Linked DNA regions of Gossypium hirsutum: regions 1, 3, 4 and 5 are each linked to region 2. A link is a contact called in public Hi-C data. All regions are on one chromosome and are shown on one strand. The core of a region is the stretch at or near the end of the contact, and the rest is flanking DNA. Distances in the headings are between cores, read along the strand shown.

What was found. Hi-C and Micro-C count contacts between places; a contact is called where the count stands out from the background.
Region 1: a Hi-C map of leaf shows a contact between it and region 2, with 2.1 times the contacts expected there. The contact joins the promoter of LOC107952833 here to the promoter of LOC107899401 in region 2. A contact is called at or near these places in 4 of 34 Hi-C or Micro-C datasets (hypocotyl and leaf).
Region 3: a contact with region 2 is called in a Hi-C map of leaf, with 2.9 times the contacts expected there. The contact joins the promoter of LOC107898302 here to the promoter of LOC107899401 in region 2. A contact is called at or near these places in 9 of 34 Hi-C or Micro-C datasets (callus, hypocotyl, leaf and 1 more).
Region 4: a contact with region 2 is called in a Hi-C map of leaf, with 4 times the contacts expected there. The contact joins the promoter of LOC107899750 here to the promoter of LOC107899401 in region 2. A contact is called at or near these places in 6 of 34 Hi-C or Micro-C datasets (callus, hypocotyl, leaf and 1 more).
Region 5: a Hi-C map of leaf shows a contact between it and region 2, with 2.9 times the contacts expected there. The contact joins the promoter of LOC107952831 here to the promoter of LOC107899401 in region 2. A contact is called at or near these places in 7 of 34 Hi-C or Micro-C datasets (callus, cotyledon, hypocotyl and 1 more).

What each region holds. Positions count from the first base shown.
Region 1 is chrD04:23,506,360-23,510,570 of Gossypium_hirsutum_v2.1, forward strand. It overlaps LOC107952833 (activator of 90 kDa heat shock protein ATPase homolog), which reads left to right and starts at 2,834. Exons shown (of 3, transcript XM_016888029.2): 1 at 2,834-3,951; 2 at 4,048-4,127. The coding sequence starts at 3,061.
Region 2 is chrD04:23,707,226-23,711,599 of Gossypium_hirsutum_v2.1, forward strand. It overlaps LOC107899401 (protein trichome birefringence), which reads left to right and starts at 1,697. Exons shown (of 5, transcript XM_016825103.2): 1 at 1,697-2,886; 2 at 3,171-3,363; 3 at 3,470-3,663; 4 at 3,769-3,927; 5 at 4,134-4,374. The coding sequence starts at 1,841. It overlaps LOC107898423 (a long non-coding RNA gene), which reads right to left and starts at 248. Exons shown (of 4, transcript XR_001684396.2): 1 at 1-248.
Region 3 is chrD04:23,950,064-23,954,251 of Gossypium_hirsutum_v2.1, forward strand. It overlaps LOC107898302, which reads right to left and starts at 2,190. Exons shown (of 4, transcript XM_041091276.1): 1 at 1,502-2,190; 2 at 1,322-1,384.
Region 4 is chrD04:23,870,127-23,874,412 of Gossypium_hirsutum_v2.1, forward strand. LOC107899750 (homeobox-leucine zipper protein HOX11) reads right to left here and starts at 2,743. Exons shown (of 4, transcript XM_016825537.2): 1 at 1,988-2,743; 2 at 1,526-1,839; 3 at 1,358-1,437; 4 at 755-1,268. The coding sequence starts at 2,270. The coding sequence ends at 995.
Region 5 is chrD04:23,539,337-23,543,357 of Gossypium_hirsutum_v2.1, forward strand. LOC107952831 (origin of replication complex subunit 2) reads right to left here and starts at 2,407. Exons shown (of 7, transcript XR_001698939.2): 1 at 2,171-2,407; 2 at 1,029-1,650; 3 at 843-949.

The sequences.
Region 1 (4,211 bases), core at 1,584-4,083, 200 kb before region 2:
CAAGAATTGTTACTTAACTAATAAATAAGTGTAAAACTATGTTAGATTAGTTATATTAATATTTATATATGAATATGTTAATATTTAATATGAAATTGATTAGTGAGTGTGTTTATATCAATTTAATTTCAATTACAAAGTGATAGATGTAGTTTATTAAAAGTATGGAAAAAAGGACTAATTTGTAAAATGTGTAAAATTAACATGTAAATTAAATATTATGTTTGAGTGTATAAATTAAGTGATATATGGAAGTGAATTACATATAAAGTGATATTGAAGTATTATAAAAGGGGTTATTGAATTTCATGATGATGGGGACTAGACTGTAAAGAACGTAAAAGTTTATAAGTGATTAATTGAAATGTAAAAGTGAATCTAATAATGTTATAATTTCCAAAGTAGACAAGATGTGAACTAGTAGGAGATAGATGGCATGCCATTAGTAAACTTTCAGTGCATAGTGAAAGTGGCACTCTGGTGCAACTCAGTGATTATGCACTTCTGTGCAAAGTGATAGTGGCTCTTTAGAGCATTTCAATGATTCAACACTTTTTTGCATTATCGTGTAAGCAATTTAGTGCTAATAATTTATTGATTTTCCACATATCTTGCATGTTCTATTGAGTCTACTATGGGCTGGCATAAAGTGGTAAGTGAAAATAAAAGTGAAATGGGAAATGAATTAACAGTGAAAAAGTAAATGGTTTTTAATGGAATTATTTGAAAACTTTAGTGTTAAATGTTTTTTTCTATCAAATTTTTATTTAAATGTTCTATATTGATTAATGCAAAGGTAAATTTAATTCTTGAAGTACTTACTAAGCTTTCACAAGCTTAACACATTATTTATCAATACGTAGGTAAATATTCGACTTGAAGCTTTAAAGTGAAATTAGAACCTCAACTCGTCTCATCACATATCAAGGCTTGGAAGAGTATGGATTCAATCCTTTGGTATTAGTTTATGGCATGTACATAAGTTTAATTAAAGTATATGTTTAAGATTTCTAGTGAAAATACTTGGTGAATCTTAAGTACTTTGTTAGCTCTATGAACTTAGTTGAGACTTGTTTGAAGTATATGTTGTATTAAATGATGTTTTGATGGTGTTCTATGTTTTAAATTGGTTAATTGATGTATGAGAATGAATAAAATTGATTGTGGCATAAGAGTGTTTGGGCAAGTATAAGGCTCCCTTACACTTAGGGTGCAATACCCTAGTGACAAGTATTGGTACCTAAGAGTTAGAATGATAAAATCTACAATGTTTTAGCCTAGGTATTGATACCTAGCACAGAGGTACCAATACCTCTACTTCAAACCACTCAGTTTGATTAGTTTTGCTCCGGAAAGGCTTTAAATGTACTTCGTTTGCAACCAAACTTTGAAGATAGGTTAGAAATGACTAGAACCACTCCAAACGAGCTTAATTTGGTTAAAATGAATGGAATTAGATGATGTTCAAGTTTAGTGTTTGTAGTGCCCAAATGTGACATTTGTTGCTAGGGTTGTCGGGTTATCCCAAGTAATGGGTATTACAAATTGTTGGAAAAATCAATTTGGAAAACTTGTTTACACAACATAATTTTAATTTTTTTTCTAAAACCTGAGCCATTTTGTGTTATTTATAGAAATGAACTTTACCAAATTAGTACATATGTTTTTCACTCAACGGAACTTATCGATTCTTGACTTCCAACAAACACGATCTTTTTCGCTATTCTCGCACCCTCAGTTTGCTTAAAGAGTGGGCTCTAATTCAAGAACCGATCACACAATGACTACATTTAGAGTGGTGTGTTGTTTACTTATCCCATAGTCCATTTTTATAAGGAAAATCCACAAAAGTTCTATTCGAATAAGATGAGACAAAAATAATACAATTTTAATAAAAAAAACACGAACTCCCATTTAGACATCACATGGTGAGTGGCACACACATGATGAATATTCCAATATGCTACCCACCATAATACAAGTGGGCTTTATTAGGTTTTTCTTGTATTGGGTACAACTATATATTTGTTATATAGTCTTTAAAACAACTTATATAATTTATCCAACTCAATACTAGTTTTATGCTCTCAAAATATTATTTATTTAATCAATTAAAACAAATTTAATTATTTCTCTCAATTAAATTATTGGATAAACTATACCCACCGTCACTAAACTATTAGTACATTTACGTTTTGGTCACTCAACTTTAAAAATCTATAGAATGGTGGCTGAACTATTTAGAAGTTCTCATTTAAGTAATTGGGTTGTTAAAATTACTACCGTATGGCCTTTTTTGTTTGCCCCATCTGCACCAATCGAAAGCTTTCCTTCCCCTTCCCTTCTACGATTAAGTTTTTTTTTCTCATGAAACAACTTTGAACACCACAAATCTACGAACCAAAATCCAAACAATCTTCTTTTCTAATCTCCGACAATGACTATTAGATCGACTTGGATCTAAGATATGTTATTATACTTGTCGATGGGTACTAATCCACATATCGTTCATCGAAACATTGCTTGAAGCTTGTTAGCCAAACTTTTTTTTAAATAGTTTAATAACTTAAATGAAAACTTTGAAATAATTTAGTGATCATTCTGAAATTTTTTAAAGTTTAATGACCAAAATATAAATTTACTAACAATTTAATAATATTAATGTAATTTAACCAATTTTATTTAAAATGATGATATAATATACAATTTCAACTTTTCATTGGGTGGTAAAAGCTAACAAATCCATAATCAAACATACCTAAGTAAATCAATGTTTTATTTTATTGGGGAAGTTTTAAAATTACAATATTTATACTGCGATAAGCTTTGCACAAAGAAACCCTAAAAGCAGAAGAGTTCCTAGTAGTGAAGTCTTCTAGATCCTTCCTAAAATATAATATTTTATATATCTATCCCACATTCTGGATTCTTCTACCTCCCCGCCCCGAACCCTCCAGAGCGGCCCCTCCCACCCAGTTGCTTCTTTTAAGCTCTCCCTTCCATTATTATGCTCACATCTCTCTCAATCCCTAATACACCCTCGTCTTGATTTTTTCATCAATGGCCAAGTACGGCGAAGGCGACAAGCGCTGGATCGTGGAGGAAAGACCCGACGGTGCTAACGTCCACAACTGGCACTGGGCTGAAACCGATTGCCTCCCCTGGTCGAAAATGTTCTTCACCAAATCGCTTTCGGATCTCACCATCCTTGACGGCCAAGGCAATCTCCGCATCAAGACCAAGAAGGTCGAAAAGGTCGACGGCGAAGCCTATGTTAATATTCGCAAGGGTAAAGTCATTCCCGGATATGAAATCAGTTTGAGTGTATCCTGGGAAGGCGAAGCCAAAGATGGGGAAGGGAAGACGCTGTTGAAAGCTGAAGGTAACCTCGAGATTCCGTACATTTCGGATGAAAATGCTGACGAGGATCCGGAAGTTAAGGTGACGGTTAAAGACGAAGGACCCATTGGTAAAGCCTTGAAGGAAGCGATGCTGGCCAAAGGGAAGCCTTTGGTTTTGGAGAAAGTGAGGGATTTTGTTCAAGCTATGGCGAAAGGTGGCCCCGTTAAAGATGAATTGGAAGCCAAGAAATCGGCTCCCAAAACTAATACTACTACTAGTAATAGTAACTCAGCTGCAGTTTCTAAGGAGAAAGTTGGGGTGGAGAAGGAACCCAAAAAGGAAGTGGAGAAGGAAGGGAAGAAAGGGTTTAAGACGATTACAATGTCGGAGAAGTTTAATTGTAGAGCTAAGGATATGTATGAGATTTTGATGGATGAGAATAGATGGAAAGGGTTTACTCAGAGTAATGCTAGGATAAGTAAAGAAGTCGGTGGTCAATTTATTATTTTCGATGGATCGGTTACTGGTATTAACTTGGAGTTGCAAGAAGGGAAGTTGATTGCTCAGAGATGGAGATTTGGGAGTTGGCCCGACGGGATTGATTCTACTGTAAGTTTAATGGATTCCACTTTTGCCTGTTCTCCAGGATTTTGGGAATACAGTGTGGTCGAATGATGGCTTATCTTTAATGGGTTGTTGTTGCAGGTAAGACTTGTTTTCAATGAGCCTGAGCCTGGGGTTACTATAATCAAACTCACGCATTTAGATGTTCCCGAGGAGGACAGGTTGGTTTTTATTTGTTTTATTGCGCAAGATGGCTAATTTCGTACTTTCTGAATTGGGTCATTGATTTTACTTCTGTTTTTGCT
Region 2 (4,374 bases), core at 447-2,946:
ATGAGGAAAATATTTTCCAGCAAACAAACACCGGAAAATGTGGAAAATCAATTCCGGAAAATATTTTCCCCTATCAAACAGACCCTTAGATTGATCTTTCTTTATTTTCTTGAAGATGAACCTCTGCCATTACTCGACACTGATCGCCTTCGCCATACACTATCAAGAAAAAAATAGTGGATTTAGGGTTTAGGTTTTCACATTGAGGTGTAAATTTTATTGGTATTTAATTTATTTGAAATTCTTTTGGGGTTCCGATATTCTTCTAAAAATTTATCTGTATCCTTTTATTTTCTCATAGGTTCCTTTTTATAGAAATTTTTTAGAGTTTTAAATCATCCATAACTCTTCTTTCTTCTTGTTTAAAATTTGAAAATTGCTCCACCTTTAGGTTTAAAATTTGAAAAGAAATCTCTTTATTATCTATATTAGCTTAATTTATTATTTAGATACTTTTTAATATATTTCTGTATATAATTTATTTAATTTATTTTTAATTTTTAAGAAAATCATAGTTTACTTATGATAATTTATTTAAAATTACTTAGATAATTTATTGTTTAGATAATTATTTAGATAAATTTATTAAGAATATATTAATAACTTAGATTATTTAAATCATTTATAGTTTATTTATATATTTTTTAGAAAAATTATTAAATATGTTAATTTTAAATAAATTATTTATGATTGTACAATAAAATAAAAATATTAAAATGTTAGTATATTTTAAATAATTTAAATATCTAATTATTGTTTATAATTAAAATAATTATTAATTAAACATCAAAATTATTAATATATTATATTTAATGCACGTGCAATATTATAAACAATAATATATTAAATATGTTAATTATATTATATTTAAACCAAATTATTAATAAATATTAAACATCAATATTATATTATTAATAATTTAAAATTTATATTTTTATGATATTAATAAATTATTAATTAAACTCAATCATATTAAATTATTTTATAATTTTTTGTATAAATTTAGATAATTTAGGTTTAATATTAAAATTTTTAGTAGTTTGATTTAATACCCGTACAATGCATAATTATAAATAATTAAAATACTTTTAATCTAGACATCCAATTTTTATTACTAATCCAAACTTTATTTAAGTATTGTAATTTGAAAATAATATATTTATTACAAATATATTTTTATTTCAAATTATATTTGCTTTGTAGTAAATATATTTCATTTGTCCAATTTTTATTTTATATATTTATCACGTTATTTATAGTACTTTATTTATAGATTTAGCTAAATAAAAATAATATAATTTTATATTTAAAATATTTTGGAAGGCTAATTTGAGAAGAAATATATACAATAATTTCTGAAAGTAAAGAAATTAAATGGATAATGAAAAATTAAATAGATTATCTAAAAAAGTCTAAAAAAAAATGGAAAATGCGTCATTTGTCACAAAATCAACTTGTATACCTTATTATATATATATATATATGATTACTTGATTATGGAATTTTTTTATTTATTAAAAATAAAAAATTCTACCAAAATAATGGCCGACAAATTAAAAATTTACTCAGAATCGAAAATGGATTAATACTAACCTGTCCTAATTTTGTAATTAGATTGATCTAGTATTTCATTTTATTCACTATTGAACTGAAAAATCAACTTAAAATTTAGTATCTGTTTGTGTAGAGTCGTATTCATATTTAAGAGTCGTCCCACTTCTCCACTCTCTCTCCCCAAACACTAATTTTTCTCTTTCACTTTCCCATCTCATCTGTTTTTTATTCTATATCTGAGTTTTGCGAGATAGAAACTCAAAAGAGATCAAGTTTGGTCTCTTCCATGGCGGATATAGCAAAGTACACGCCTATCAATGGAGGAACTACGACTGCAGTCACGGCAGAGTTTAAGACTCTGTTTTCAATCATCAAAACAAGGAGAACAGTGGCTTTCTTCATGTTTGCCTTCGTCGGTTTTACTGTTTTCTTAGCTTTTAGCCCTTCTTCTAACTCTTCTTCTCCTTGGGTCACCAACATCTTTTCATCAACTTCCTCTCCAGCTACTTCATCTGCTGGCTCTTACAGATCTCAATCATTTTCCCTCTTCGATTACTTCTTTCCCAACACCTCTTCTTCACGAACTCTTAACATCACTTCTCCTTCTCCATTTTCATCTCCGTCTTCTTCTAATAGCAACACCAGATCTAATAACACTGCAACTCAAGTAGCCAACAATCCAAGTGAGGACCTACTTTCTGCCAAAAAAACCAACAAAACCCAATCTTTCAACATAAATAAACAACGCCCCAGCTCCGAAAATACAACTTTTAGGTCTCCCTACAGTGGTTTAAACAACACCAAAAGTTCAGTTTTGCATGCAAATCAGACCACAGTTTCTCCTCCTCCTAACTTGAATCAAAATCCTCCAAGTACAAATAACCAGACTGGAAAGAAAGAGAATTCTGATAAAGCTCAAGTTCTGAAATCTAATCAGACAACAACGGTCACAGAGAAAACCCTGGAGGCAGCTAATCGGAGCACCAATTCTCCAGCTAAATCTGAATCTTCCAACAAGTTAAGTTCTGGGAAGGGAGAGAAAATCGTAGGGCAAAAGGGTGTGGTGTCGAACTACTCAGCTTCCCTAACAAACAAACCAAGCAATGGAAGTGATTCAGGGTTGACAGCTAAACAGGAAATTGATAATTTAATCGACTCTTTGATGAACTGCGATTTATTCGATGGAAAATGGTTGAAGGATGATTCATATCCACTTTATAAACCTGGGTCCTGTTCGTTCATTGATGAGCAGTTTAGTTGCGTTGCCAATGGAAGGCCTGATAGAGATTATCAGAAACTGAAATGGAAGCCTAAAGGCTGCACTTTACCAAGGTATTTGATTCTTTTAATGTTGTTTTTAGTGTCTTATCGTCCAAGTAATACTTTTGAGCGTGTTTGATCGGTTTGATATTGAGTTGGTTTTTCTTTAATGGAATTTGGTCATGTTTGATCTTTGAATTAGTCATCTAGGGATTTTATTTGATTCTGTTAGTAATCTAAACTGTTGATTGCATTTTCATTTACAGATTGCAATATAAACTGTTGAATTGTGTTTTCTTTTATTATTAAAATAAGATTAATTACATGAAACTGATCCTTTTTTTTTCCCCTTGAAGATTGAATGGTGGTCACATGTTGGAGTTATTGAGGGGTAAGAGGCTTGTTTTTGTCGGGGATTCTTTAAATAGGAATATGTGGGAATCTCTAGTTTGCATTCTGAGAAATGCTGCAAAAAACCCCGAAAATGTTTATGAAGCACATGGAAGACATTATTTTCGAGGGGAAGCTTCGTATTCTTTCATATTCAAAGTAGGTTTTTCATTGCTTATCTTTGGTACATTAGGTAATGTACTTGAAATTTAATGAAACTTATTTTGTTTCCCTTTTTGGGGTTGGCTTGGATGATGATGAACAGGATTATAATTTCACTATAGAGTTCTTCGTATCTCCGTTCTTGGTCCGAGAATGGGAAATGCCAGACAAAACTGGAGCAAAGAAGGAGACATTGCGGCTTGATCTTGTTGGAAAATCATCAGATCAATATAAATCGGCAGATATCCTTATCTTCAATACAGGTCATTGGTGGACTCATGAGAAAACTTCCAAAGGGTTGGTTGATTATATTTCCATGTAACTGTTTACCTGATAAGGCTGTTATGGGTGATCTATGGAGTTTAACCATTATTTTTCATATTAAACAATGGCAAACTACAGGAAAGATTATTACCAGGAAGGTAGCCATGTTTATAATGAATTGAATGTTCTCGAGGCCTTTCGGAAAGCTTTGACAACCTGGGCTAGATGGGTTGATGCTAGTGTAAATCCTATGAAGACTATGGTGTTCTTTAGGGGTTATTCCGCATCGCATTTCAGGTAAAGTGAGATTTTTTTATGTTGTTTTGGTCCAGTTTTGGAACAGAACAAAGGGGTAGGACAATCGGTTGCTATATTTGCTGCATAATTTTTGTACTTGCTGAGAATTATGGAGGCCTTTCATGGTCTTCATTTTGAATTTCATGTTAGTTCAACCATAGTATATTATTTCTAAATTATTTACGGGTGTTTGAATCTTTGTCCAGTGGCGGACAGTGGAATTCTGGAGGAGCATGTGATAGCGAAACTAAGCCGATCAAGAACGAAACATATCTTAAACCATATCCACCAAAGATGTTGGTGTTAGAATCAGTGCTGAAGGGGATGAAAACGCACGTCACCTACCTAAATATCACCCGGCTGACCGATTTCAGAAAGGATGGCCACCCATCTATCTACCGGAAACACCCGAAGCAAACATTACCGGAAGACGAAAGAGTAGCACCA
Region 3 (4,188 bases), core at 940-3,439, 240 kb after region 2:
TTCTCTTTGGAGAAGCAAATGTCAATAGGGCTCGAGTTTTAAAATTTTTGTTAATGGAATATTAAAGATGTTCGGGTCAACGTGTTTACTATGATAAATTTACCATATTATTTAGTTTGAACACTTTAGAAGGTGGTAGACGTCTCGTTTCTAGCTTATTAGTGGTGTGAGTTTCTAATAATCCTGAAAGGTATATTAGGCTGCCCAACATGATCGGAAGAAATAAAAAGGCCTCTTTCCAGAATCTAAATAATTGATTCAAAAAGAGAATCAAAAGTTGGAATGTGCGATTTTTATCCAAGAGGGTAAGGAGGTCTTTATAAAGACTGTTTTGCAAGCTATTCCCACATATTTTATGGGGTGTTTTTTACTTTCAAAATCTTTTTTGTGGTGATTTGGAGGGCATTATGGCTAAGTTTTAGTGGAAAAAGGGCATGAAAGAAAAGGTATTCATTGGTGTGGGTAGAGCCATTTGTGTGATTTAAAGGAAGATGGGGTATAATTTTCGGAGTTTGTCTAGTTTTAATATTACATTGTTAGCAAAGCAAGGATGGCGCATTTTAAATTATCTGAATTTTTTATTATCGCGGGTTCTAAAAGCTAAATATTTTTCAAATTCTGACTTTTTAAGTGCAAGTTTGAGAAATCTACCTTCTTATACCTGAAAGAGTATTTGGGCAACGAGGGGTCTTTTGCAAAGTTAACTTAATTGGCGGGTTGGTATAGGAGAGAAGATTTTGATTTGAGACGATGCATGGATACCGGGGTCTATCACGAATAATTCATATAGCAATGTTAGAGGTGATGGGATTCTTTTAGTTTCGGACTTAATTGATACACATAATGGAGAATGGAGGGAAAGTATTGTAGTTGATACCTTCCTAGAGGAAATGGCGACGAAAATCTTGCATTTTCCCTTATCTAAGAAAGCCCACGAAAACTTGAGGGTTTGGAGTGGTAAGCCCTTGGGGGAGTTCTCAGTCAGAAGTGGCTATAAACTATAACAAAAAGGTACTTTCTTTCCTAATAATGCTCAAATAGAGACCAATATTATAGATTTTTATAAAAAGTTATTGGCACTACATCTTCCCTCCAAGATTAAAATTACAATGTGGAAATTTTCTTGGAATTTTGTTTCCACTTTCGTTAATCTAAGGCTGAGACAAATTCCTGTTGAAGAGCTATGTCCTAACTGTCATGGAGTTGCAAAGAGCACTGACCACATTCTTAGGGAGTGCCCTACATCAACTGAGACCTAGGTTAATTTTGACCTGTTATGGGTTTCTTCAAATTTAGTACGGAATAGTTGGGAGTGGCTAACCTGAGTTTTTAGTAATAATGCCAGTGAACAACGTAGACTGTTTTGTTGTGGAGTGTGGGCAATCTGGATAAACAGAAACAAATTAGTGCATAAGGAGAAAAAATCGTTGGGGAAGGAAATTGCAGATTGGGTATTGGATTATATGAAGGGGTTGGGCGAGATGAAGGAAAAGGAACATACCAAGCATTAAGTCCATGTAAATTGGATTCCCTAGCTTGGAGCCATTGTGAAGATAAATTTTGACGCAGCCTTTGACGGTAGTAATGCTAAATCAGCATCAGGGGTGGTGGTTAGAAATGCCTCAGGGGAGATATTGACCTTGAAAACAACTTTTCATGAGTCTTTTTTGACGGAGTTCGCTATGGAGGCCCTTGCATGTTTTAAAGGCATATTATTGGGGGCTCAGTTGGGTTCGAATCGGTGACAGTTGAGGGTGACTCGATGACAACGATAAAGAAATCCAAGTTAAACACAGCAGACAAACCAGTGATTGGAGCAATCGTTAGAGATATTCGGTAGTGCAAAAGGTTTTTTTCTCATAATAGATTTTTAATATGTTCCCAAAATAGCAAATCATCTCAAACATATGATTTCAACGGAAAGTATGAAGAAGGGAGAGGAAATTTACCATGAAAGAGATGTTTCAGGGTTCGTCAAGGAAGCGTTGGATCGGAGAAGACCAAGGGCACCAGATTGAAGTTTTGACCTCTGTGAAACTCGGTTAGGGAAAGGAACAGGCAGGAGAAATGAAAATGTTATTTTGGAAACCTGCCTTAGGAGATTGCAACCTACAAAAAGCAAGGGATAAGGGCATTTATTTTTTGGGTGGTTGCAAGCTATATCTGATTGGGTTTTGTTTGTTTCTTTTAATTTTTCTGGTTTATTGGTTGGTAGTTTTTTAGGGTATTTTAATTGAGTTTTATGGGTTTGGCCGGTTTTATTTCTATTCGGCCTGGCCTTTTTTGTTTTTTAGTTTGATTTTGGACTATGTATTTGGTTTTTTTATGTTATTAAAGGCCCAGTCTAGTATTTTTTTAGAAAAAAAATCTACACAATTCTTATCACTAAATATTCAATGCAATATAATTTTTACTTTTAAAAAATGTATAACATGAAATATAAAACAATTTTAAATGGAAAACAATCCATTGTCTAGAAATTAATTTTTTTAAAAAAAATTGATTGCACAAAAATAAAAAATATTAACTTTTGGAAAAAAATGATTAAAATTGTAAAAAAAAGAAAGAAAAAGAAAAAATGATTGTTTATAATTTTAAAAAATTAATTATTTTAAGTAAATTAATTAAAGTGAAATTAAATTGAAGAAGATAGTAGATATAAACAACTGTATAATAATTTGTTATCTTTAAAATTTAATGACATGAAACTATTAATTTATTGGTGCCTAAAAACTATACTTTCTAGGATGATCCTAATATAACTTATTCCCTTTATTTTAACCCTTTATAACAAATTTCACTTATAACAACAACAAACATAATTATGAAGTATATATATATTTTTATTAAATTAGTTCTTTTATAAAAACATATTGCCTAAATTTTTTAAGTAAAATTATAACTATTTCATATAAGTAAGCCCATTAATTATAATTTACTAAATAAACATGATATCAATTAAAATATTATTTTAATAAAATATTTATATTTCACATAAAAAAAATATTAATCCCATCTTATTAAATGAAAATAATCTTTAATGAGTGAAGTTAGAGATAACAATTCCCCTTAATAATATTTTTTTAAAGAATTCTAATTAATATGATACACTTTCTAACACTAAATTAATTATCCTTAATAATATTTAACCCTAATTAGTTTTGACTAATTAAATAAAATTAAAAATAATAATAATAATACAAGGTTTATGCTTTCTTCAACTAGATTTATGATTTATAGTAAGCTGCGTTAAAATTTAGAATTTTAAGGAAAGTATTAAAGTAGAATAAGGTCTAAAGGGGTCTAGGATTTTAGAATTTTATAAAAAAAATAGATTAAATTCAGTGTTAAAAATAATAATAAGAGTGAATTTGATGTTTCTTAATATACTTTGTTATTCATGCAATCTAAAAAAATGATGTAGTGTGTATTAGGTGCCTAAATCTGACTTTTTTAGGATCATTCTAGTTAAAGTTAAACTCTAATAAAGATATGAATGACATTTTTAAAAAAGTTAAAAAGAAAAATTCCAAAAGAAATTACCCAATACTTTAGACCCACATGTTAGAAAAAAACTAATGAAATATATATTTTTCAATTATTTCAATAAGCAAAAAATATATTTTCTCACCGGCATAGTGAGTGCCGATATATCTATATCTATATTAAAATGTTTGCCATGGTTTAATACAATCATTTTGCATGCATGATTGGAGATGATGAGAGCAATTTGATTAGTTTTACAAATAATGGGGCTTATTTGATGATTTTAGGCAGATGATGAGAGCAAAAGAAAAGACGGAGGCAGCTCAGCCTGGGCATATATGCATGCAAATTGCAAACCCCTTGATTGAACATGGAAGGATATTTGCATGTTTCTTGCTAGACATAATCATTAAGCGTTTTCCTCCAATACTTTGTTATTTCATTATCATCGTCATCATTTCCTATGTCCCATTTATCTTCCTGGGATGCTGTTTTATGCTGAAAAAGTTAGGGACCAAATTATACCCTAAAAATTCTGCATTTGTAGTGAGAAAATGATGATCCTCATGAACATCCTTCATCATGCATGGACTTGCAATCATTTAACCTTTTATTGGTTAATCAAATTCTTTCTTAATGCGATTTTCAGACCATGAATGCTCCATTTATTATGTTCATCTTTATCATCATCGATCATCATCA
Region 4 (4,286 bases), core at 1,493-3,992, 160 kb after region 2:
GTTTATTTTAAGTAATAACGCAAATTCATATTAATTATTAATGTCTATTATGGCTACTCAATTATAAATTTGAGTTTTAGGTCAGATTTATCTCAGGCTCTGGCCTGATTGATCTCGAATTCTTATGGACTAGGTTTTTCTCATGCTTGAATTTTCTTAATCTCAAGTGTTTTTGAGCTTAGATTTTCTCGAGCTCAAACTTTTTTTAATTTAAATTTTTCCGGACTCGAATTTATTATAAACTCAAGCTTTCTTAAACTCAAATTTATTATAAACTTGGGTTATGAACTAGGATCAATAAAAACAAACTTTCAAATTTCGACTGTTTTGCAAATTTTAATTTCCAGCTACGTTTTGTATTTCTAAATTTAAAAATTACCATTTCAAATGCTCTGTCAAAATTGTCTGTTACAATTTTGCAAAATATATTGTATGCTATATTAAAAAGAAGAATATAAAAAAAAAAGGAAAATATATTTTTGGCCAGAAAGGAATAAAAAATTCTGTAAGACTAGAATATGGGGAAAATAAAGGAGAACACAAGTCAAAACAGGCATTGGAAAATGCCAAAATAAATGTACTTTAGAAGAAGATATTTTCTTGCTAATTTATTTATGAAATATTAAAAATTCAGTCACGATAATTAAAATACTTCCTTATAAAATTATATATTCAATGCCAATACAGAGTCACAAACTATAATTCTAGATCACAATAAGCAGTTTCGAAGAAAAAAGAAAGAACAATAAGGCAGTTACTATAATAATAAGTTACAAATTAATTTCTTTCCCTGTCAAAATAAACGACCAGCTTTCTAACCAAAATTTCTTCCACCTTCTCCCCGAAAACCGAGTCTAAACAAAATCTATCCAAACTCAAATCTATCATTGATAACGGCTTCAGACATTTAAAATATTCAAACAAAAAAAAAATCCACCAAACCCCAAAAATATTTACAAAATTTGAATAAAAAAACTGGCCACAACCAACGATTTCATGTGTTTGAAATAGAGGAGAAAAATGGGTATCCTCCAGTTTTGGCATCGGCGGTGGAGGCTGATGCGTTGGTGGTGGAAGCGGTGGCGACACGCTCACATGAAGGACACATAGTGAGGGTGGTAGCGGGTAACTGCATGTAAAACGGTTGAGAAGTTTGCAAGGCTCTTAACTCCTGCAGTTCCTTCTGTAATCTTTTATTTTCTTCTGCCAGTGTCTCGCAACATCGCTTTAAATACTCACAATCTACCTCTGTTTGCTTCAATTTTGTCCTGTTTCAAAATATCACTATAAAATATAAATTCTCATACCAAGAAAACGTACGAATATTATTTATTTTATTAAAAAAATTTAAAAGTACCTTGCTCTTCTATTCTGAAACCAGACTTCAATTTGGCGAGGACGAAGATTTAATTGCTTAGCCAGTGCAAGTTTTTGCTTCTGAATCAAATATTTAAAATAAATAAATAATTTAAAGCAAAACCCAAGAGGCAAGCAAAGGAAATTTGGATTCTATGTTTGGACTTACAGGATTGAGTGTGCTGTGTTCTTTGAAACTTTCTTCAAGAAAGGCAGACTGTTCCTTAGAAAGCCTGAGTTTCTTCCGAGTTGAACCGTTGTCATCATCATCACTGGCTCTTGTGCTAGTTCTTTCTGTTTCAACTGCTTCCACCTCCACCTCTTTCTTGCCTCTTCTGCTTCCCTTTCTAATCCCAAAATCCATCGACACAGCGCTGTTAGGAGACGACACAGCCGCCTTTTCCTCAGCTTCATCCGCCACCGCCACCAACGGTAGACGGTTCACGTCTAAACCTCTTCCGAGTCCCTCCCATGGATCCGTTTCTATCACCAATAACAACAATGCAAAAAAAAAAATGTTGGTAATTTTTCTTCAAGATGATTAAAGAACTATAAAAAAAAAGAAGAATATCCTAAGATACCCAGATCTAAATACCCCCCATCAAATATCAATTCTGCTAGAAATACTCACGGTTATCTGTGAGCCAAGGAAGGCGAAGCTGAGAAGAAGACTGGGGACGAGGAACTGGGGAGAAAGGAAGAAGATCAAGCTGAAGAGGTGGATCTGAAGAAACCCTTTTCTCATCTCCATCCGTACTATTTTTACCTTCAAAAGCATCGTCCCCATTCTCTTGTGATTTGAACCCATTCCCAAGCCCCATGCAAAACCCTAGATCCTTGCTTGATAACTTTGCAGTTTTGTCAAGAAACGAAAATGGCTTTGAAGGATCACCCAAGCTCAAGGCTAACTCCATTAACCCTTTTTCTTGCAAAGAGAAACCCCAGCGGAAACCAATAACTACTGCAAAGAAGAAGTCTTTGAAGATCTTGACTTTTTTTTTCTTTTTTTTGGGGGGGGGGGGGCTCCTTTGATTTGATGAAGAAAGATATATCCTGGAAAGAGAGTTAAAAAGAAACCCTATCCGATCTTATTTAATGGAAACACACAACTCAACCCCCCCCCTCGTCTATGAAACACCTTTTTTATTGGGAGTAAAGATTGACCGACAAATCCAGGTTGAAAAACACACGTGAATCTATATAAATATACACTGTTTCAAACACGAGACACACAGACAGAGAGAGAGGAGGAGGAGAAAGAGAGAGAGTTAAGTTTTGTGAATTCAAAGGTCTTTGATTATATTATAAACGAATCAACTGATGTTTAAGCAAATCTTCTGTTTTAGGTTTATGGGATACAGACAACGACGAGTCTTCTCTTCTCTTTTTCTTGTTTTAAATCAAGAAAGTGTCATTAAATACTTTGATGGGAAGAATTAATTAATGCAGAGATAACTTCACAATGCTTCTGTATTTATTGTGCTCTCACCAAACAATTAGGGCTAGAAAATCATCATTATCGTCATCTCAACATGAGAAAAGGATTTTTCATCCAACGGCAGGGATCATCAGATCTTATATTATTCTAACCCTTGACCCAATCTATTTGTTTTTAACCTCCTTTCTAACTAAAATTTCTTTCTATAATGTACACTTATGAATCATCATGAGGACGATATGAGGAGAATAATGATTAAATTGTGTTGTTTTACCCAAAATAATTATACAGCATTAGCACTGTTTGTTTGCTTCTTCTCTTACTTTTTTTTTATTTTGTTTGTTTTCAAATGATAGACAATTAATCCAGGATTTGCATTGCCGTTTCCCAGTAGTGAATTCGACAATTATTCCAATGATAAAAATTGAAATGAAGTGTGTAAGCCTCTGGGAATGTTGACTCACCAACCAAAACAGTTCAGCTTTACCAGTTTCTTCCTATGTGGCATTAACTAATTGGTTAAAGCGATCCAGAAAGCCCTGCTTTTGAGCTAAGGCTGATGTGGAAACAGAGAAAAAACCCTGGAAAGAAAAAATATGGTCAGATTAGAGATTATATGAGATTTTGACCAAAAACAGCTTTTTATTATGTTCATTCCAAGCAGACAAGGAGACATCTTTTACTATTTCAAAGAAAGTATTATTATAAATGATAATAGTAATAATAATAAATAAAGGAAAGTCGCAAGACCTTGTTACTAAAGGTTGAGGTGCCATATATGAGTTTTCTTTTAAATAATACTGATTTTAAATTTCGATTTTTTTAATCTAAGTTTTATATTGAATGAATACTAATTATTTTATGGAACATATATTATTTGTGAATTTACTTGTATATATAAAGTCCTTAAAAATTATATTTTTTATTATTCCAAAAAATTAAACCATTTATATATTGTATTTATTATATACTCAATTAAATTTAACATAGTTATACTTCATATTATTTAAAATTTAAGATGTAGTTGGAAAATTTGAAGATGGAAGGGGGATTTTGAAGAGAAGAGGGTAATTAAAATAGAGATGGAGAGTAGGTCAGATATGTCATGCGTTTGGGATCTTTGCAATTATTGAAGTCATGCAGGCTTTAATGATAAGTTGGAGAAAGAGACAGAAAGTGAGTGATATGATATGACTGAATTATGTGGTTTGGGCACATCAAATAACCGTGGGATAAATAAAGTTACCCACACAAAACCATATAAAAATTGATTATCTTAAAAATTATGTGCGTTTATTTGTTATTCTCAATAAAAATAAGTATTATTATATCAATTTATATGATGATCAATATGAGATTAATATACTTCTTTGTCTTTAAACTTATAGCTAGTAGCTTTGATACTTAGTTTTTTTTTTTAAATTTCTCTTTAATATCTGAAGTTGTGAACTAGATAATTTTGATTTTTAAGTTTGAATTTTATCAAGGTTTA
Region 5 (4,021 bases), core at 1,157-3,656, 170 kb before region 2:
TTATATGCAAGAAATTAACACAAATCAATCTTACAACAGTTTATGTGAAACAAATTAGCAAAAATCAACTATTCATAGTTCATATATTTACCGGCAATAGGGCTAAATCTTTAATTTTTATAACGATTTATATGCAACAAATTAACAAAAATCAATGGTTCAAGTTCATGTATTTACCAAAAATTAGACTAATTTTTCAATATTTATAACAACTTATATGCAACAAATTAGCAAAAATAAATGGTTCAAGTTCATGCGTTTACCAACAACCAGACTAAATTTTCAATTTTCAATTTTTAAAACCCTAAACCCATTTTGGGTAACGTTAGTAGAACATTTCAATATTTAATATGTAAGGAGATAAAAAAATCATCATTTCAACAATTTACATATAAAAAATCATCATTTCAACAATTTACATGCAAAAAATTAGCAAAAATTAACAGTTCAAGTTCATGTATAATGTATTTACCAAAAACAGGACCAACTTGTCAATTTTTATAACATTTTAAATGCAACAAATTAGCACAAATTAACAATTCAAGTTCATATATTCACCAAAAACCAGACTAAATTTTCAATTTTTATAAAATAAGAGGATGGAAGTCTAACAAATTAAAGTTTCCAATGAAACTCAGACTTACACCATTAAGTAAATAAGAGTTTTAAACTATTGAAGATCAAAACAAATTAGCAAAAACCAACCGTTCAAGTGCATGTATGCACCAAAAACAGGATCAAATTTCCAATTTTTGCAAATTAAGAGGATCAAATTCTAACAAATTAAAGTTTCCAATGAAATTCAAAATTACACCATTAAGTAAATAAGAGTTTTAAATTACCTGAGATCAAAAACCCATTTTGGGTATAAACTTTTGCAACTATTTATTAAACCTGCAACGTCGTTTTGATGCTTTTGTTCAATATTAGCTGAAGCTTCTCTAAGTTTCTGCAATTTTAAAACAACAAAATTTAAAAGAATAAAAAAAAAGCTTTTTTCGAGATGGGGATTCAATGAGGCAAAATACCTGTTCATCAACGACGTTGATATCACTGAGTTTACGAGCAGATTTCTTCCCAGAACTGCCCACTTCTTTTGCTAAGAAATAGTTTCTTGAGAATCCAAATTCCTCTTCCTCCACCGCGTTAAAATCCATTTTCTGAAGATTATTCGTTCAAACAAAAAATATTTGCAAAGATAATCGAAAATGAAAATGAAAATAAAATGACATTATACATGATTGGAGTGCTATACGAGTAATCATGTTGCAAGAAAAGTGGCCACTATGTAAGGTCACAAAATGACGTCTATAGAGTATAGCAACATGAGGTTCAGAAGATAGCATTAAGCAACAGGAGAATCTCATTAGTTAAAGTAATCAATGGTATACAAAGTAGCAGGACAACTTTATGAGATATCCTATCATCAGATTTCTATTTCTTTGCAGATAGGAATTCACATATTACAGATGAAATGGGCAAATGACCATCATAGTTGACAACGTCGAGATGAACAGATGAACCCGATCATAGACATTACTTGGGAAGGAGTTAAATCAAATGATGGACGAGCAACACTCTCTTTGCTCTGAGCACATACACAAGAATGACCTCGACCCAACCATGCTGTTGATCCTGCCACAACCTCAGCTGTAACAAAATAAAGCACTGTACTAAATTTCAAAAGGACCAGTACCTAAGACAACCACAGATTCCAAAAGAAGGTTCACTTCAGTAGCTAATAAAAGCAAAAATCAAGAGAGAAAAAACGAGAAAAATGCATTCTGTCTCCAAGATTAGAACAGTGAAAGCGAAGGTATAAACATGTGCACCCCGTCAAGAAGGCTATAAATCTTCATTATACATAGCATCTGTAAAATCATTAAACACCCAAACTTTTCTACGGGAGTAACAAAGATTGTCTCACAAACTGAAATACTAAGCAAGTTGTGAACCATGAACAAAATGTGGACATATATACTCTATTTACGGGTAGATCTAAGAATTTGCTTCATGAAAACTTTATCTGGAATGAATCTGGCAGCCTTGAAATATGCTAATGAATGGCTTCTACATAAGAGAAGAATGATCTACTTGCACAACAGAATGCGTCAAAATTAAGTTAGATTTAATAGATCTTAGAACAAAAATAGAATAAAACACAAACAACCTGGTCCAATGTCTGGTAGTTATCATCCGTAAGGTCTCCATGAATCTGTACCACTTGACCTGCTAGTTCGAGACCTCCTTCTGCTACAACCCTTTGAGGAGATGCAGAGGGTTACCGATTTGGGGAAATTAGGGGGGAAAATTAAGGGAATCGGGGTAGGGGAGAAATGCTTTGGGAAAAATAAAATGGGGAAAAAAGACAAAGGATTTCTGGGGATTGGGGGAATCGATTGAGGGAAAAAGAAGGGGAAAAACGACGCCGTTTTGCAAAAATACTAGTGGCTTATTGCTCTTTCTTTGTGGCGTTTTCAACAAAAACGCTGCTATTTTTTACTTTTTACGGCATTTATGATGTTCTACATTTTTACAATTTTTATATTAAATTATTGTATCTTTCATATAAATTTTAAATAAATATTTTTTTAATTTTAAGTAATATTTAAAATAATTAGATAAAATTATAATTTTTAGTTATTTTATTTTATTTTTATTTGTTATAATTTGGTCCTATCCAAAATAGATATTTACTTATCCATATCAATCTGTTACTTTTTTTATTTATTTATCAATGTTTTCTTTTATAATCTAATATTTAAATATATCAAATGGTTTAGATCAAATATTTTTAAATATAAAAGCATTAATTGATTGTATAAAATTTCATCATTTAACAAATCTCAAGTAAACCTTAAATCCTAAACCATTTAATATATATAAAGTTTATCTATTATCTCTTAAATAATTTAAACTATAATCATAATGTTTATATAATAAAATTAATATTATCTCTTTTACAATTATATAAGAAATTATTTAATATATAAATTAAAAAACACTAATTAATTTAAACCCTAAACCCTTAACCCCTATCCCTAAACCCTAAATCATAAGCCCCTAACCCTTAAGTACCCCTAACCCTTAAACTTTAAACCCCAACCCTTAAACCATAAACCATAATCCCTAAACCCATAATCCATAAACCTTAAGATAGTAACTCCTAAACCTTAAACCCTAAACTATAATGACAATTAATTTAATATTTTAAAATTAATACTATCTCTTTTACGATTATGTAAGAAATTATTTAATATATAAATTAAATAACACTAATTAATCTAACCTTTAAACCCTTATCCCCTATCCCCTAAACCATAAATCAGAAACTCCTAACTCTTAAACCTTAAATCCCAACCCTTAAACCATAAACCATAATCCCTAAACCCATGATCCATAAACCTTAAGATAGTAACTCCTAAACCTTAAACCTTAAACTATAATGATAATTAATTCAATATTTTAAAATTAATACAATCTCTTTTACGATTATATAAGAAATTATTTAATATATAAATTAAAAAACAATCAATAATGTACCCAAAAAAATTAAAATTATTTTAAATAATAATATTTTAATTTTTCCATTTCTAACAAATATTTTTCTATGTTTTTATTTCAAATTATTTCTATGTGTCTTTATTTTTTTCTGAAGATTTTCAATATTTAATTAAAAATAAATTGAATTTTAAATAATATAAATAAACCAATTAAATAATAAATAGACAGATAAAATGTTTTTTGCGGAGCTTTTTTAAAAACGCCGATAAAGCCCCGAGAATTACCAGCACTTCTTCAAAAACGTCGCTAAAGCACTGAGCATTACCGACGCTTTTTCAAAAAAGCCGCTAAAGCACCGAGCATTCGCGGCGCTTCTTCGAAAATACCGCTAAAGCATCGAGCATTAGCGGCGCTTCTTCAAAAACGTTGCTAAAGTACCGAGCATTAGCGGCGCTTTTCCAAAAATGCCCCTAAAGTACCGAGCATTAGTGGTACTTTTTCAAAAATGCCGCTAAAG